3 separate regions of the Mus musculus genome follow, and all the other regions are linked to region 1. Evidence: chromatin contacts called from public Hi-C data. All regions are on one chromosome and are shown on one strand. The core of a region is the stretch at or near the end of the contact, and the rest is flanking DNA. Distances in the headings are between cores, read along the strand shown. Region 1 has its middle 43 kb from the start of D330037F02Rik. Region 2 overlaps Tgfbr2 (transforming growth factor, beta receptor II). Region 3 overlaps Gadl1 (glutamate decarboxylase-like 1).

Evidence for each region. Hi-C and Micro-C count contacts between places; a contact is called where the count stands out from the background.
Region 2: a Hi-C map of pre-megakaryocyte-erythroid progenitors shows a contact between it and region 1, with 5 times the contacts expected there. The contact joins two enhancer-like sites. A contact is called at or near these places in 2 of 484 Hi-C or Micro-C datasets (embryonic stem cells and pre-megakaryocyte-erythroid progenitors).
Region 3: a Hi-C map of hematopoietic stem and progenitor cells shows a contact between it and region 1, with 2.5 times the contacts expected there. The contact joins two enhancer-like sites. A contact is called at or near these places in 3 of 15 datasets of contacts at CTCF or cohesin (embryonic stem cells, pro-B cells and stem cell-derived epiblast-like cells), 130 of 484 Hi-C or Micro-C datasets (the 63-12 cell line, the AtT-20 cell line, B cells and 70 more), 9 of 115 datasets of contacts at active chromatin or transcription factors (astrocytes, bone marrow-derived dendritic cells, cardiomyocytes and 4 more) and 1 of 9 other capture datasets (bone marrow-derived macrophages).

Annotation. Positions count from the first base shown.
Region 1 is chr9:115,706,741-115,710,135 of GRCm38.p6, forward strand. No RefSeq gene overlaps it. Among named protein-coding and RNA genes, the nearest start is that of D330037F02Rik, 43 kb to the left of the region's middle. Within about 2 kb of position 1,846, at least 66 of the 459 cell types and tissues checked have an H3K27ac peak or open chromatin away from gene starts, as enhancers often do. A contact at or near this core is called in hematopoietic stem and progenitor cells, hematopoietic stem cells and pre-megakaryocyte-erythroid progenitors, where this site is marked.
Region 2 is chr9:116,159,300-116,162,694 of GRCm38.p6, forward strand. All of the region lies in intron 1 of Tgfbr2 (transforming growth factor, beta receptor II), which reads right to left. Among named protein-coding and RNA genes, the nearest start is that of Tgfbr2, 14 kb to the right of the region's middle. Within about 2 kb of position 1,847, at least 70 of the 459 cell types and tissues checked have an H3K27ac peak or open chromatin away from gene starts, as enhancers often do. A contact at or near this core is called in pre-megakaryocyte-erythroid progenitors, where this site is marked.
Region 3 is chr9:116,057,047-116,060,441 of GRCm38.p6, forward strand. All of the region lies in intron 14 of Gadl1 (glutamate decarboxylase-like 1), which reads left to right. Among named protein-coding and RNA genes, the nearest start is that of Gm31014, 4.3 kb to the left of the region's middle. Within about 2 kb of position 1,620, at least 55 of the 459 cell types and tissues checked have an H3K27ac peak or open chromatin away from gene starts, as enhancers often do. A contact at or near this core is called in hematopoietic stem and progenitor cells and hematopoietic stem cells, where this site is marked.

The sequences.
Region 1 (3,395 bases), core at 596-3,095:
GTGGGCCACCATGCCTGGTGAGTTAGCTGTTTTCAAAGCCTTAGTTTGGTCTTGGGTGTTGTGACTCCCATATGATTTAGATGCTCTGCTGTGGCCCAGGGCAGGAGCTTGATATTGATACATATACATATACATATACATATACATATACATATACATATACATATACATATACATATACATATACATATACATATACATATACATATACATATACATATACATATACATATACTCTCCAAAGCTAAATAGCTATATAAAAACTTTAAACTGTCTACATGACAGTGACATCTCAGCTTAATGAGTCACCTAGTATACAAGGTGTTAGTGCTTGGTGAACATTTATTCCGGTCAGCAATCGGTGTATGTAGGTACCTCAGTGATGTGAGACTTCAGCTTTATTTTTGCCAGTTTTGGTCATATCACAAGATTTTCAGAAGATTTATTTGTTACATTAATAATACACATGGTCCCTGACTTCCATGGGCCCTGGGGTTGGCATGCAGGAGATTATTAACTTTCACTGTTAGTTCTTATAGGGACTGGTACACAGTGAGGCTTGTGCCTAATGGTTCTGATACGCTCTGAAGACTGCACTGTGGGGAGATCCACAGAACTTAGAAATGCATCTCTGCCCACTGCTGAGCCACTCCCAACATGGACCTTTGTGTATACGTGGGTGTGGGCACGTGTTTGGTGCCTGTGGGGATTAGAGGCCAACACTGCTGTCATTCCCATGAGCCTCCGTTTCTGAGATAGTGTCTCTCTCTGGGACCCTGAGGCTTATCGATTCCGAAAGGCTGACTGGCCAGACCAAGATCTGCCTGGCTTTGTCTCTCCTATGCTGGGATTACAAGACTGTGCCCACTACTCCCATCTTCTAACTGGGTGCTGGGTATCAAACTCATGTTCAGATACTTGTGCACTTTACAAGTCACCCATCTTCTCTCCTTTGCCTTGAGACTGTGAACTTCATTGTACCATAGACCTCTGTCCATTCTCAGGACTGTGGTTACCTTCTTTCGGGGTTCTTCCTCCTCTGCACCGTAATGGGGACAGAGCACTACTCAGTGTGGGCACAGAACCCAGCTGTGCAGCCTTGTGATGGTTGCAGGTCAGAGGTAGTACTCCCCTCTGGTCCACACCCTTGAGAGAGAAACATCAATGTTTACATATTATTTGAAGGCTTGGGTACAGACCAACATGACTTAATATAAATTTCAAGTTGGAAGACTCAGCACTGTGCTGTTTCGTGTTGTATAATAATGTGAGACAGTTTGGTAAATCCCTTCAACAAATAATTATGATGTATCTGTTTTACAGTTTTGACCACATCTGGTAGGTCTTGCAGGTTTTCAATTTCCTCTCATAACATAGCTTTTAATGAAATGAAAATTTGGATCTCTCCTTAGATGGTATCTGGCATTCTGTTTCTGTCTCTTTTCAATGTGTAATCTCCAAAAAGGCAAATGGCTAAGTCCTATACAGATTTAGAGTGAATGCATGCCCACCATCCAGCCAGCTCATTAACATGCAAACTAGTAAGCAAGTCACGATGATCCCATGACCACATGAGGAGCATTAGCAAGAGGGGTGTTAAAATAGAATTCTTAGGATATATATAAAACCAAGTAACATTCTGCAGGGAAATATACACAAACCCGAGGGCCTCTTCCCTGCAGGACTGTGGAAGGAAATGGAAATCAACCAAATGAGGACAGCAAAAGCAGCCTGCATGGACAAAGGCGTAGCCGCAGTCACTTACAGATTGGAGCATGCTCAGGACGGGAGAAAGGGGGGAGGAAAGAGAGCTGTCTAAATCTGGCACAGAGACGCTGTGGGTGGTTCATTAGGAAGAGAGGCACTCCCTCTGATTGGTTAGCAGCGTGCATTTGGCTTTCTCTGATTGGATGCACTTAGGGACCTGTCAGTGACTGATCTTTGGGGTCAGTGGTCATGGGCTGTTGTTTGGTTTCCTAGACCGTTACTCCAAACAGCAGTCTGGCTTACTAGAAATCAACTTGACTGCAAGTCTGAAATAGGCTGGCTTCCAGGGCTGGACACTCTAGATAATGGGTTGGTTTCCTGAGCAGATCTCTGCAAGCCTGGGTTTTGATATAAGGCCTGGCAAACATTCATTTGCATATCCCATCTGTCAGTGGAGAACTGTACCTACCAATTAACAAGAGGCATCAGGGTTTGGGTTCCATTCAAATAAGTGGCAAGCCAAGTACATTGTCCAAGGGAGAAGAAGTAACTTTCTACATAGATGTGGTCAACAACTCTCAAGTAAGATATTGAAAACTCACCCTGCTTCCTCTCTACCCCATCCCCAAGTTTTGGGTAACGGCTGAAGACCTTTGTGTTAGGAAAGGATAAAAGCAGAAAACGGAACAAAATACAATCTCGGGTAAAGTAGGAACTGCATGAGACACGCAGCCTTCAATCATGTCACTATCAATTGAACCCAGGAGGAAAGCCCAGGATTCACAAAGTCTGTGTTGAATGCAGGCTGAGGAAGAGTCTAATCCGCTCTACCAAGTGTGAAATTTGTATTTTTAAGCCTTTGTCTCATTGACTCTGTCGTCTGTTTCTCAATTGGTTCCCGATTCAAAAGTCAGAGAGACAGATCTTGTCTATTTTTTTCTGCTCGTGTCTTAACACTAATTACTTCTTACAAGATATCATTCAATAAACCAGATTGATAGGATCTGTATCACCGGCTCTCTTGATCAATGAAACGAGAGAAACCAGGCTCACAAACCTCTTTTGATTCCAAATGCCCCGATTTTCCCATCAGGATCGGATCCAGAACAACCATTCCCATCTCTGAAAAAGAAATTTTTATTTGAGAAAATTTCTCAAAATCCTCAAATTCCTTATTGGTATTGCTTCGCCCCCACCCCCCCACCCCACTCCAATTCTAGATTGTAGAACAACTCGCATAACGACTTTGAAGTGTCTCAGGAGTTGGATTACTGTTTTATCTACAGACAACATTGTTAATTTTGCTAGATACCTAATTATGAATCAATACTGTATACGACATCAGAACAGTATTTAAATGTTTTTAATTTATTTTTTACTTTTATCTTATGTGTATGAATGCTTTGTCTATGTGTGGGGGGCTCATTTGCATGCAATACCCTCAGAGAAAACAGAGGTCACAAGATCTCCCTCGGAACTGGGTTTACAGATGATTGTGAATGGCTGGAACAGAACCGCGTCCTCTATAAGAACAGTCCACCAAATGAGTTCTTACCTAGTGAGCGTCTCCAGTCCCCAAGACTGCATTTTAATGTGAAAAAGTCTCAAAAAATATACAAAACATAAGTTGAGGGAACTTTCTTTGATCATGAGAATGTAGCAAATTCATATTTATATTTTCGCTTTCA
Region 2 (3,395 bases), core at 597-3,096, 450 kb after region 1:
TACGCACAGCCCTCAGGGAATGTGGTCCAAGCTCTGCTTGCAGCCAGTGCACTTGTGCCTTCTGACCTGTCCATTTCCTTCTAACTTTAGGACCCTTCCATTCAGCGAGCATAGTGCCAAGTAGTAGACACCCTGGCGAAACCACAGTGAAAGATTTACTAGAAATGACACCCTCAATGACACTCGGCCAAGCTTCCCAGGCCCACCTGCTGATAAACCCTGCTACAGCACTGATGAACCACTAGCCTTGTATCAGAGGTTGTACATCATCTCTCCTCTCCCTTCCCAGAACTTGTAAACGATGAATATCTAAATAAGTAGAGAAGTCCTGTGCTGTTTTGATCGACAAAACATGACTCACATAGACATCGGATACCTAGGCAGTTGTTCTTTACATACAAGGAGCCTCAGGGGATGAGAGATGGCTCTGTAAAGTGTCTGCCATGTACCCAAGAGGACATGAGTTTGGATGCACAACAGCCAGAGACAAAAGCTGGACATAACAGTGTTTACATACAGTCCTATTGCTGTGTGGGTAGAGACAGAAGGATCCTGGACTTGCTGACCAGGAAGTCTAATGGAGTTGATGAGCTCCAGGTTCAACGAGAGGTTCTGTCAACAACAACAACAACAACAACAACAACAACAACAACATACAGAACAATAGAAAGAGACACTTAACATTAACCTCTGTTCTCAACATGCTTACACAGACACACACACACACACAGAGGAACTATATACACATATATGCAATACATGCATATGTATGCCAAGAGGGAAAAAAGAGGTGGAAGTGGGAAGTTGTTATTGCACATCAGCAGAGACCAAACCAATGGACTTAGTTGATGGGAGTTAAAGTTGTAGCTGTGATTCAAGAAGATACCATTGAGCTGTTAAGAAGCTGGAAGTGTATGCAGCCAACTCAACTGTCACACGTGTGGCCCTGCTTATCAAAATGGGTCATAAACCCAAAAGTCATGTACTGCCTGGGTAGGGGAAGGATGGGGGTTCTGGCGGGGAGATAAGAGAGACTGTGAAGAGGAAGCAGTCAGAATACGTGATGTGCATCACAGAACTGTCAAATAACAAAATCAATCCTCCTTAGGAAGAAACTGGGAGTTCTTCTGTGCCCTAGAGACATCCTAGTCCTTCCATTAATAAGTGGGTGAGAGGCGATCGATACTCTTAAGTTTGTGACAATGCCTAGCAACACCCTGAACGGTATAACTGGTTATGTAATGACCACAAGCACCCTCACTAACATCATCATTAAAATCTTGGGAGAGAAATGTTTTTACCAGTTTTAAAAGGTGACCAATGGCAGGTGGGTGGGTGTGTCTATGGTAACCCTTACCGTGTACCATAGACACACCCAGTCCCCACTTCCACACATCCCATGAGTATACACACAAATGTATATCCTAACAGAAACCATAAACACACACCCAAAATAAATCATTAATAATTAATTGATTAACTAATTAGGAGTCAGGGCATGACATATGCAATAGCAGAAAAAGAGAGGAGACTCCGTCTGACCTAGGCATGTTCTCATGAAATGGATCTGCGAGGCATTGTCTAGTGTGTGGATGAGGCACACAGAGGACTCTGACCTCAATGGGGAAGGAAAGCTATGTGGTCCTCAAGGTCTCAGGGCGAAAACCCACAGAAGACCGAGCCAAGGGAAATTCAACCGACAGAAATATGTACAGACTGATTAAAGTCAAGGGTGACCACGGAGAAGCCTGGAGAGTCTTCGAGAGAAAGTTGGTGCTGTGGTTGCTTAACTGAAGAGTAAAGCTAACACCAAGCAGCTCTGCAGTTCACCCAACAGGGCTCTGCTGTAAACACCCCAAGGATTGCAGGTCAGCCTGATGACGCTGTTGAGATTTGATACAACAGGAAGCAGCATGAAACAGGCAGTGGGCATTTTTTTCATTCTTCTTTCTTTTATCATATACAGTTCTGATGGCAAAGGTTTTTTTTTTTTTTAAATGAGAAAAAAATTATTGGAAAGGTCAGAAACTTAGTCCTGAGAACTATTTATGGTGACAACATTACTTAATGTGTTTATCACAGACAGGAACTGAGAATGCTGGAGCATGGAAATAGGCAGGGTTTAAAGCTGCCTTAGGATTGGGTAAAGTACAGAGGCCAGCGAGCAGTGGTCTGGTCCACTCGGGGAAGGTTAAAGTCAATGTCCAGAGAGCTGGGCAACATCTAGGGAGTTCTTCCTGAGCTTTGGCAAATTAAGCTTCTCAAAAAAAAGGTAACAAAATTGGGAAAAGATAGGGGATAGGCCAAGGAGGGGCTTCAGTGGCTGAAGTGCTTGCCATCCAAGCATAAGGCCCTGATTTTGGTCTCAGGGGCCCACACAATGGAAACAGAGAACTCTCTGGAATGAATTACACTCCTGCCTCCGCACGTTTGCCATCCCATGTTCTCCTCTTCTACATGTAAGCAAAATAAACAAATGGATGTTTAAAGAAGAAAAAAATATATTTACCGTGTAAATTATGTAAATAAATGAATCATTTAACAGGCAGCAATATTGAAAATTTGAGAACTAACTCCCCAAACAACTACCATTAATTTGTGAACGTGTTAGGTGTGCACACACTCAGCCCTGAGTGTGGAGGGCGATTTAAGAGATGCCAAGGTACAAAGGGACCAGTGTGGATTAAAGCCTACATGGCCCCTTGCTCACCAAAGGGAAGGAGATGGTATTGAGAACGGCCATGTGGACAACAACCACAGAAGTCTTCCTAACAATGGTCATGATAAAAATACAAGTGCCCAGCACGGGTCGAGAGGGTTGCTGCATTCAGTTCAGAGCCACATAACCTGAGAGGTTCCAGACTGTCAGTCAAATGCTGTGGTTTGATTTTTCCTTTTACATATTTTGTGAAGGGAATGATATCAAATGACCGTTTCCTCCGAGTATAGTGGTTCCAGAGACTAAAATGTGAATAGGATATATGTGTCACAAGAGAAACACTGAGAGCCATCCCTACCCTTGGAGATGAGAGATGGCTGTGTGGCTAGGGGCTTGTCTAGAAATCATGAGGACCCGAGTTGTGTCTCAGCACCATGTAAAACGCTGAACATGCGGGGTGCATTGTGGGTGCATTCTTCTCTTGGTCTTTTTTGTTCATTCTTTGTTTCTTTCCTTTACCAAATCACTATTGTTATTAATTTGCTGACAATGTATTTTGATCGCATTTCCTTAGCTCCTCCTATAGCTGCCCCTCCTCTTCATCCCCCAACTACATGTTCTCTTCTTAACATTTTTTTATATACTTTGGGGTGTAGAGCATCCACTGGGCTGTGAGTGAACTACCAAGAGCCACACCCTTGAAGAAAATGGATCCTCTCTACCCCCAGAAGCCATT
Region 3 (3,395 bases), core at 370-2,869, 350 kb after region 1:
TTTCAGACAAATGCGGTTAGGGTAGATTTTAGGAACAGACTGTGTCCTTTTGATATTAGAACTCCAAATTCACATCGTGGACAACTGTACTAGGTAGTCAGGGCATATCTGTGGTCATTGTTCCACAATGCCATCTGTCTTTTTATTCCGTTGACGTAAAGGTCCACTCTTGATAGAGATGATAATTTTCTGGACTCTTTCAGGAGCAGGCGGCACTTTTTTAGAATCTTCTATGGCGATGCTGGAGTGGCTCTCCTCTGCTGTGCCGTCTCAAGGAAGCCTCTTGGTCTTTCTGTGTTTGATGTGTCATATCGGTCAGCAAATTTAATTGCCCTCAAAGCATATGTTGGAGTATTTTTCAGAAAACTGTTTTAAAAGAAAGGAAGGAAGGAATGGAGGGAGAAACAGCTAGAAGGAAGAAAGGAATAGAGGGAGGCAGGAAGAGAGAGGGGGAGGCCACTACTACCCTATGGTTGTTGGCTCTCAGCAAGGTGAAGAAGATTCTTTTTTTAGTGAAATTCTTGATAATTTCATCCTCGAGTGCCAGTTTCTGTCTGTTCCCCTCAGCAGACAAGCCAAAGCTTAATTTGCTTCATTGGCTTCGACTTTGACAAATCCAGACTCCTGGGCAGTAAAATTTCATAGGCATTTAAAAAAATTTTTTTTTTTATCCTTGGCTCATTTATATTTAAATATCTTCACCACCAGGAAACTTAAACATTTATGCACGGAGGTGACACACTCCTTACCATCTCTCAGGTCAGCCGTGGAACCCGAGCCCCAGGCTCTTGATGCTCTGGGTGGTCCTTACTGGCCGTGGAGCGGGCACTGCCCTTTTCCACATCCCTTTAGGATGGAGGCTTTGAGCTGCTTCTCATTATGATTGCACTGCTTTCAAAAGGAAGCTACGGAATGCCCCTTCTTCCCGCCTGGAGAGATCTGTTATTCCATGAAAAGTTTTATTTTCTCATTTGCACACAATTACCATTTACTTCCCAAAAGATGTCCCTGTGGGCTTCTCTTCAGATATCGATAAAAATAGAGCAACAGATTCGCTGACCCTGCACCACACTGGACTTTGTAATCCAGGGGGAAAGCACAAAAGGAGGACTTCACATGTGAGAGACAAACTGATACACTGCCTTTTCTGCCTCATATTGGAAGGGTCTTCCCAGGAGCTGGGGAGAGGGAAATAGGACTTAGGTTTTGGTTTCAGTTTTCCAGGTCTCTCAGTGAAGATCAGATTGGTGAAGAGCAGACCCTTTGCAGAGGGGACTCCCTACATTTGCCATGGCTCAAAAGGGCTCAAGCCCACAATCACACCAAGCTAGAAGAAGGCCAACGGGTGGAAGTTTCTGCAGGTTTTGTTTCCAAAGGCTCAAAGGCTGCACCTTGTTGATTTGCTTTATGTTGTAAAACAATGGAAGGTCCCAAACTGAAACTATGTTCTGCTTAGTATGGTCAACAGGGCCTGGGGAGCAGTGGGGCGAAGCACAAGATGGATTTTTGTTAAAACTAGGACAAAACAGAGTTATTCTAGGCAGTTCAACCAAGAAGACTGATATCAGAATGTCCGTAAGTCACTTCCTCACGCATGTGAGGAAACACCATGTCTGTTTGTGGGTAGTGGCAGTGTTTAGTTTTTTAAAAGGAAGTTGGTTGGCAGGATATCTCCTTCACATATATGAAACTACCTAAGATTTGATAGTTGTATATGTACAATGATGGAATGCCCAGAAGTGGTTAGGGTCAGTGGCCTCGAAGAGTTCCCATTCCCAGTAGATGCCAAAGTCCCACCAGCTTATTGGTATTGTCTTGCTTAGCCAGCGATAGCCTCACACCTATACATCTTCTAACTTAGTAGTCATGTATTCGAGAACTTGAGAGATAATTGTCCCATCCACTAGAACAAGTACTATTTCTGTAGACACAGTGTCCCTGTGTAGCCTGGAAGTCACTAAACAGACCAACATGACTTGAGCTCACACAGATTCACTTGCCTCTGCCTGCTGAGTGATAGGATTAAAGGTGTGCAGGGTGCCACAGCAATGACCTTGCACAAGGACTCTCCATTGTTTCAGATTGCCTTGGTATGCCATTGGCACATCTCAGTTCTCTTGCTTCCTGCGAAAACCCTGGGCAGGTGCTGTTCTACCCTGTGAGAAAATACAAAGCAATTTAGGGAAGCGAGAGTTTATTTTGGTTCAGAGTTTAAAGCCACACCCACTCTTGCTCATGACTGTCCCCTAACTCCAGCTCCCGGGCACCCAGTGCCCTCTTCTGGGCTTCACGGGCACAGCATACAAGTGTGCAAGCCTACACTTGCACAGCATGAAAACAGAAACATCATTTTTAAGTAGATTATGTGGGTCTGGTGACCACAGTATATGGATGATCTCACTTAGGACACTTTCAGTCTTGTGGATGCTGTAACCATGACAACAGGCTCACACATAAATTAGGTCTCCCCTGGGCAAACCTGCATCCCTAATTATGTATTCTTACAGCAATTTCAAACCCTCCTCTTCTCCCACTAACTAAAGTATGTCACAGCATACAGAGAAACCCTGTCTTGAAAAGCCAAAAAAAAAAAAAAAAAGAAAGAAAGAAAGAAAGAAAAGAAAAGAAAAGAAAAGAAAAGAAAAGAAAAAAGAATGTGAACGTTGAATTATATTCAGCTCTCTTCTTGGGGTTAAAAACTTTAGCTGCCCCCACTCGTTACTGAATGGTGTGGTACTTACTGAATGCCTTTTGAGTGTGGCATGCTGCAAAACAGGTGCAATTGGCACTGATTTTTCTGATAGAAACTATTGAGGCCAGACAAGTTTTAATTTTTTGATAGCTGGGTTCTCTTGCCCAAGGGCCTCTTCACTGCAGACCACCATGGCTGTCTGAGGCTCGCTTCAAAACACTGGCACCCTGGTATCCACCTCCTCAGGCCCCTATGTGCCATTCACACCATGGAGGCTGTGGGAGGAAACTGTGGCCATGCTGACTCCAGTCTCAGAGATGCCAACACAAGAGCGTGCTGGTCTACCTCCCAAGAGGCGGGTAGGATAAATTGTTGAATCTGGTCTGTGCTAAAGTCACCGTGCTTTGTGGCTCTTCCATAGTTTAAAGCTCACAAGGCTGGGGAGATGGAGACACCTTGGCCAGTAAAGCTCGCGTTGAACCAGCACAAGGACCTGCCTTTAGAACCCAAGTAAAAAAGCTGGGTGAGTCACCAGTATGGAGTCTTAGTGCTGTGACATGGGAGCAGAGACAGGTGACTCTACCAAAGCTGCCAGGCCTGTCAGCCTGGCTCCCCTGTAAAGTTCCAGACCAATGAGAGACCCTATCTCAAACAAAAGCTGTGACTTCTAAACTATACCTGTTCCCCATGCATACCACCACCA